Linked DNA regions of Zea mays: region 2 is linked to region 1. Evidence: chromatin contacts called from public Hi-C data. All regions are on one chromosome and are shown on one strand. The core of a region is the stretch at or near the end of the contact, and the rest is flanking DNA. Distances in the headings are between cores, read along the strand shown. Region 1 holds the start of LOC100273311. Region 2 holds the start of LOC541785 (protein kinase 4).

Region 1 (3,936 bases), core at 795-3,294:
GCATATCTAATAGATCTAGCATGAAAATGAAATCCATACCTTCGAAGTGAAGGCTGCATGTTGCAGGATCATAATAGCGGTAGCTCCTAACGTTCAAGCCAGATAGGGTGAAGACTTTTGGGTGATTTCCCCAGGTTGGTTGTGGGATGTAGATAGTGCGCTGGAATATATTTGTATGATTTAGCAGTCATGCATTATAATCAGGAAGCAGCAAAACAGATAGGAGCAAGAAAAGTTTAACCTCGTGATAGTGCCTTGCAAGAAATTCACCTCCGACTCTTAAAGAACCAGTACCCGATAGGCACTGCACGGTAGCAACCCTATTCTCCTGAATAGCAGGGCTATTCGATTCAAAAAAAAAATCAGCTCCCTAATGAAGTAATAAAACCTGAATAAACCAGAACCAGTAGCTAGGGAACTTATTTTTATGTAATGAAACTTCAACACTAAGAATTCACAGTTGACAACATCACCATTAGGAACAGTTGACCCACAAATGAGGAAAATGGGTAAACCAGTCAAACAGAGAATACCTGTCAGCGCCAAAGATAAGCTTAGCGCTCAGCTTATTGAATTCAGCCAGACCGGTGATTGGTAGGTACTCCTTGACACGTGACCTAGAAATAAGAAGAAAAATGTGTCTAAAATACAGCTTCAAGTATCATAAACTTCCACACCAACAGTTTTTTCGCATCAGTGGCTTGTACACACACGAGACATACTTCATACGTCCCTTTTTATCTTCTCTCGCTTTCCCAGAAGTCAGTCGTAATCAATGTATAATATGACCAATTATATACATACATATATATATATATATATATAATAATTATGATATATAATTAGTATCAACCTTCGAATCTAGTTTTATAATAAACTCATTTGAAAATATTTTCTATCAATTCAAACTTAAGAAAATTTGGACAGAGGGAGTATGGCAGTGCTTGCAAACGACAAACCATTCCCCCCACAGACAAAACGAAGGTCAATTTTTCAGGTACCACAAAAAAGAAAGGAGGGAAAGCAATTGAAGGTCGACTACAGAAGAGAATCTTAGACGGCAGTGGGACAGAGCAGATACAGTCGCAAAAAAAAGACTAGTCCTAAACGTAGAAGAAAATTTATTTAAAAACTAGTATTGAACAGAAAGGTCACCTACAATTACAGAGGACAAGTCAATAATTATTATGGATGCGAATGAAAGTATTAGTCAAATTAAGAGGCGTGTTATCCAGATTTTAGATCCAGCAACTATCTAAATCCCCTTCCGTTTCCACTTGGGCTGAGGGCAGGAGCTTTAAGCCTGAAAGTTCAATAACCACAGAGGCACGATCACGAAATCAAGCGGGTCATATGGATTTCACATGACACTTACGGATTATTGATCAACATTTGCTCGGCGCGCCTGACCACGTTCAGCACTAGGGGCTTCCCTTCCTGCAGAGATCAGAATAGGAACAGGAGCGTCAAATCCATCTCCAATCCAACTAATAAAAAAACAGAAGGGGAATTAGAAGGTTCATAGCAAATCCCCAAACTCATCTTACCTCGGTCCGGTAGGCGCCGACCCCGAGGTTGACCTTCACGGGGCTGGGATCCTTGTTGTAGGCAACGGTCACCTGCCCAGAAACCAAACGAACACTGATCAGCCAGAGCAAACCCACGAGGCCGCGATCGCATCGAAACCGCGCGACCGATAGCGACAACCAGATCACCGTGGGAAAGGAAGCTAAAAAGGACTGGGGAGACGGACTTACTCCGAGGATGGGGTCCTCCGGGGCCTGCTCGAGTGCGGCGAAGACGGAGGATCCCTGCGACGCCATGGTGGGGAACGATTCGAGGGTGGAGGTGGCGGAGGTGTCTGCTGCTGCTCTTCGTGGGGAGGAAGGCAGCAGGTGCCCCACTAGCGTACTTAACCTGCGGTCGGCGCTGGGGGCCTGCGCCTGCGCCGCGCGCACGTTAGCAGGGGCCATCCGGTGCGCAGCGCGTGAGCGTGCCTGGTGCGGGCGGGGGAAACGAGAGCGGGGGCCGGGGGACGTGAACGGCGTGCGCAAGCCGGGTGCGGCCGCCGGGTCGCGTATAAAACAGCGGGCGCGGTCGCCGGACCGGGGAAGCGACGTGGACGGCTGTTTTTGGGGTCGTGGCCTCGTGGCGTGGGCTCGTGGCTGCGACGTGGCGGCGTGTGCGTGCCTACTGCCTACGAGCGCGTGTGTCCCTTGTTCGGTGCCGTCTGCCGGTGGCCGTGGAGATGTGGACTGGCGTGGCAGAAGGACACTTCTGTACGTATTCTCGTGTGCGCTAAGCGCTTGGTCAATCTCATATCAATATTTTTTTATATAAATATATTCTGAGTTTAAATTTGCTTATCATAAGCAGTACTGTCTTAATTCTCAAATTTTATGGCATTTTAGCTTTTTCTCTTAAAAACAAACTATGTCTATAAATAGTTAAATTAAAAATTATTTGTTTATCACAAAACTAGATTTCTATTTTCAGGAAGAAAAAACACTATCACCATTTTTATAAGCTACGGATGCATTTATCTGATCCGCACCACCGCACCAGCCGGGCAAAGCGTGACGTGTTGGCAAAGGTGACCTCCATGATATGCAGTTTGTTGTTGTGGTGTGTGCCGCGTGCCGGCACAAATTTTTTGGTGAACACTGATCCAATCCAACCGTGCGCAAGTGGTACACATGATTGGGAGATCGACAACGACGACGTGCCTACGACGATGCGGCGGCCGTATCTGTACAGGAAACGGGTACGGTGGCTGTACATCGTCAGTTAGAGTCGTCACACGATCGATTCAACGTGTTCCAGGTATATGTTTAACTGCACAGAATTTGCAACTATATTTGTTCCAGGTATATGTACCACAGTTCGCATCCTCCGGCAGATCAAATGATCAACAATCCTCACATCTCATCAGCGCTTTCTTGATGCTGCCCGCTTGCCCAGCGTGCAGGTCACCAGGCCCGTTACGACCTCCACCGCATTCGTCGGGAGCGCATCACCGGCCCGTCGCCGACGAGCTAGCCAGCACCTAGAACGCCAGGGTGGCCAGCGACCCGGCGAACTGCACCGCCGTCCTGTCCTCCTTATCCTTCCTCGACGCGATCACCGCCGCGCCGGCTCGGCCTCCAGCCCGTCCGGCAGCACGGCCACGGCGCTGGAGTCGTGCCCATCGATCACAAGCCGCAGGACCGCGGCGTCGATAGGCGCGTACGCCACGGTCGACTCGCAGAGTCGCAGGGGCTGGTGCTGCTGTTCTGAAGGATCAGGTTGGTGCCAACGCGGGAGATACGGTGGACGAGAGGCGCCTGTGTCGCTAGTGGCCTAATTAAAACTAGGTGTATACCCGTGCGTTGCTACAGAGTCAACATATAATGATAAAATATATTGAGATATATAAACATTAATTATCGTTATACCTTCTTGTTAGTATCTTTTAAAGGTTAAGAAGATTTGCATACATTAAAAGATATATAGGTATGTGCAAGTGCAAGTTGTTCGATGCAGTAAACCAGCCAACCAGGCTACTCCCTCCATATCAAGAACCAATGTTAAAAGAGCAAGCACCCCATTATCCCCTATTGCCTTCTATGTGCAAGTGCAAGCTACATAGCATTGGCATTGGAATAATCCTGGATTCTTGGACCATTTATTGTGGAGAAACATTGTGCCCATATGGTAAGCATATTTCAGTGGAAATGGGGTTTGGAACTAAACAGATTTATAAGCTATCAGAGTCGAGAAGAGGGAAAATTGCTGAGAAAAAAGGAAAAGGAAATACATAATTTTAGATCTTCGGTAGAAGCTAATCATTTAAGCTTGATTGCTTAAAAATAAAGAAAATCAGTGAACCAAATTAGCACAACGCACGCAAAGTTTAGATGATGAGATCACTAAAAATAGCACCTCCTTGCACACAAG
Region 2 (3,936 bases), core at 857-3,356, 210 kb before region 1:
CTCGTGACATGTGCTCATAATGCATGGAACTTAGTGAAGCCAACATGAGACCTACACCTAGAAATAAAGAAATCAATCGCTAAGCAACTGCAGAGCCATTAGAACAACGGTATATAGAATTAAATTTTGATCAAGTGATGATGCATTTCAAGTAATCATTCAGGAGACAATTTCAGACCTTGCTTGTTTCCAACATGCAATTAGCAATATTAGTAAGTTCCAAGACTAGCAAGGGCCAGGAGATTCATCTCTATTCACATGGAATTAGCAATGCAAACACGTCATGCCTGAATTAGCGTGAGTCGTGGAAATAAATATTATTAAAAATATTATTCAGAATGGCATCAGTGACATCATAAGAAGAAAAAGTGAGTGGAAATTACTACCTTTCGATCTACTTGGCATCAGTAAGCAGCATACTTGGAGCTCGGACCATATGGTGGACAAGGTGCTGCATCCCTGGCTTCAATTCCTTGTCACAGAAGTTCTCGTACTCTTCATTATCCCCTGCCTTCTTTTTTACCTCCACCATTACAAGGGGAGGTGTGAGTTCAAATATCTCCGCGCCAATTGTTAATGGCCCCTTAACTCCTTCCCTTGTACCCTCCAGGCAGATGCGCCAGTCCTTCCTCCGCAACTTGAAGCTCTTCAGCTTCGCTATGTCCTCCAATTTGGTTATGATATCTGACATGGGCTCAGCCGAGATGAACCTCACTTCATCCCCTTTCTCCTCAAATAACCCTGATAAGTTAAATCCCCTTGAAAATGATATGATATCAAAGGCATTAAGACTTGCTGGACGTGGTAGAGAGCCACGGGGCCTTTGGCTCTCATCAGATAACATTGAAGCAGGGCAGGATGAGATCGACGAGTCTGAGTCAGACCCTGATTCATCACCATCAACCTTTGGTGGAGGTAGAGGTGGCGGTGGAGGTGGCAATGGTGGAGGAACAGGACCAGCAGGTCCCATATCTAACAGGCCATCTTCGTCATCTATAACGTTATGCAGCTGGTCATCCTCGATATAGAACTTGACAGGCTTGAATCCTTTCTTGAACCAGCGGGACTCCATGATCTCCGGCAAAGTGATCCGAGTGTTGGGATTAGTGTGAAGAATGCGCATCAGCAAGCTGGTAAGGTCTTTGGAGAACCACCTCGCACAGCGGAACTCGCCCTTGTAAATCTTCTTGTACATGGCCATGATGTTTTTGTCATGGAAAGGGAGATATCCGGCCATGAGCACAAAGAGGATGACACCGCACGACCACACGTCTGCCTTGGCGCCGTCGTACCCGCGGCGGCCGAGCACTTCGGGGGCCACATAGGCCGGCGTGCCGCAGAAGGTGTGGAGCAGGCCGTCGGGACGGAACTGCTCGGCGACGGCGGAGAGCCCAAAATCCGATACCTTGAGGTTCCCCTGCTCGTCGACGAGTAGATTCTCGGGCTTCAGGTCGCGGTGGAAGACGCCGCGGGCGTGGCAGAACCCCACGGCGGAGACGAGCTGCTGGAAGTAGCGGCGCGCGGTGTCCTCCCTGAGTCGGCCCTTGGAGACGCGGGAGAAGAGCTCGCCGCCGCGGACGAGCTCCATGACGAAGTAGATCTTAGTCTTTGTGGCCATAACCTCGAACAGGTGCACGATGTTCGGGTGGCGCACGCGGCGTAGCACAGCGATCTCGCGCTTGATGTGCGGGACGAGCCCGCTCTTCACGGCCTTCTCCTTGTCGAGCACCTTGATGGCAACGTTGTCCCCCGTGTCGACGTGCCGCGCGTGGTACACCTTCGCGAAGGTGCCGTGCCCCAGGAGGCGCCCCAGCTCGTACTTCCCCATCAGCGGCCCGCCGGCGGCACCAGCCCCGCCCCCTCCACGCTTGGCCGCGGCGGCGGCAGACGAGGCCGGGCGCCCCGTCTGCGGCGACGGCTCCGACTGCGTCGGCGGCGTGATGGCGGCCATCGGGCGGTGGGAAAACAAGCGCGGCGATTAGGTAGCACGGCCGGCAGCGGAGGCAGGCAGCTTAATGCCCCCTGCGATAACAATTCTGTGCAGCTGCGCTGCTTGCGTTTTATGGCCCTGCTTGGGTGGGGATATTTTCCGGCTGCTCGTTTTGTTTGTATCGTACTCCGTAGTTTTGCTCGGGTGTGTTGCTTTTGCTTTATGCCTCGCCGTTTCCGTGTTTTGCTGGGCTGGATCCATTTCGGCCGTGGATGTCGCTTCTTTTGTACAGCCTTTTCCTTTTCTGATGATGAATTGCCCTAGTTTAGGCATCGTGATGCGTGTGATATGCATTGGTTGGGTTTTTTTCCAGGTAAGGGCTAATTTGGGAACCACATTTTACCAAGGGATTCTCATTTTCCCAAGGAAAATTAGTTCATTTTCACTTGAGAAAATAGAAATCCAATGGGAAAATGGAGTTCCCAAACTAGCCATAAAGGGAGTGTGTTGTGCATTGGTTCGTGTCTATAGGTACAAAATATTAGCCAACGGGAAAGCTGAATATTTTTAATTGGAAATGATAAACCATAAGAACAGCACAATAAAGCACTTAAATAGTACAGTATCTATACCTTACTAGGACGACACACCAATTATATTTGATGGTATAATGTAATAGTTATACGAATGACAAGCCAGTGTGATTGACTCTACCAAAAAATTAAAATTAAAGTGGGCTTTTTCTATAAAAAAATAGATTTAAAATTAAAGTGGACTTATGCTCTACGTATCAGATATTAAATTGTATTATTGCACTTTATCTTAACTAAAAGGTTAAGAAAGATATGAGTTGAAAAGGAGATCTACCCTTTTTTATAACTAACTTGATTGTCCGTCATCTTTTAGCCAGCGAGGTGGTACTATCCGGAAGCACTGTGCATGTCACTTGACGACAATAGTGGACTGTGGGTTAGATTATAAAGAAGCGTAAGAAAGGGACGATGATGGAAACTAGAAAAACTGGCGCTTTTTATGAGTAGAGATAGAGAAGAGAAGAGATATATAATAATAATCATCTTTTTGTTGTTGTCCCAGCATATGTTGGTGCAGCATAGCCTGGTCCCAAGTCCAGATACAAGGAGCAGGGTTGTGTTAGGCGTGGCGAGCCAGCTATAAAAACTTAGCCACTCAAAATGGAGATGAAACCCAATAGAAAACCGTTGGGGCGTAACCCTCTTAGCGACACGCTATATCGGAACCAGGGTATGGTGTTAACTGGGCAAGGGCTGGGACGCCACCCCTTTGGTGGCGCGCCGTGTCATGATCTGGATGCGGTGTCAAGTGAGTAAGGATCGAGTCATCGCTTCCTTAGTGGCGCGCTACATCGGCGCCCGGGTGTAGTGACAAATGTGCAAGGGTCTTTGCATCTGTCTCAACGAGTGCAAGGGATAAGGAAGCTAGTTGAGCCGACTAGGATCCGTGTAGGTAGTTGGAACGTAGGGTCCCTTACAGGTAAGCTAAGAGAGTTAGTCAATGCAGCGAGCAGGAGGTGTGTTAGTATTCTATGTGTCCAGGAGACAAAATGGAAAGGGCAAAAAGCGAAGGAGGTGGAGAACACTGGTTTCAAACTATGGTACTCAGGAATAGTGGCAAACAAAAATGGAGTAGGTATCCCGATTGATAAGACCCTCAAGGATGGAGTGGTGGACGTCAAAAGGCAGGGAGATAAGATTATACTAGTCAAACTAGTTTTGGAGGGTGTAGTCTTGATGATTATAAGTGCATATGCCGCTCAGGTTGGTCTCAGTGAGAGCGAGAAGTGGGAGTTCTTGGAAGACTTATATGGCATGGTCAGAGCGGTACCCACCAATGAGAAGTTTTTCATAGGAGAAGATCTCAATGGTCATGTAGGTTCAACAAATGTAGGTTATGAGCGGACTCATGGAGGTTTTGGGTATGGTAGTAGGAATCGAGAAGGGGAAGATATTTTGGACTTTGTTGTAGCC

The links. Hi-C and Micro-C count contacts between places; a contact is called where the count stands out from the background.
Region 2: a contact with region 1 is called in a Hi-C map of endosperm, with 1.8 times the contacts expected there. The contact joins the promoter of LOC541785 here to the promoter of LOC100273311 in region 1. A contact is called at or near these places in 2 of 25 Hi-C or Micro-C datasets (endosperm and leaf).

The regions. Positions count from the first base shown.
Region 1 is chr3:200,400,809-200,404,744 of Zm-B73-REFERENCE-NAM-5.0, reverse strand. It overlaps LOC100273311, which reads right to left and starts at 2,044. Exons shown (of 12, transcript NM_001147752.1): 1 at 1,758-2,044; 2 at 1,548-1,619; 3 at 1,376-1,437; 4 at 534-617; 5 at 242-341; 6 at 40-160. The coding sequence starts at 1,973.
Region 2 is chr3:200,609,658-200,613,593 of Zm-B73-REFERENCE-NAM-5.0, reverse strand. It overlaps LOC541785 (protein kinase 4), which reads right to left and starts at 2,106. Exons shown (of 2, transcript NM_001111470.2): 1 at 387-2,106. The coding sequence starts at 1,951. The coding sequence ends at 395.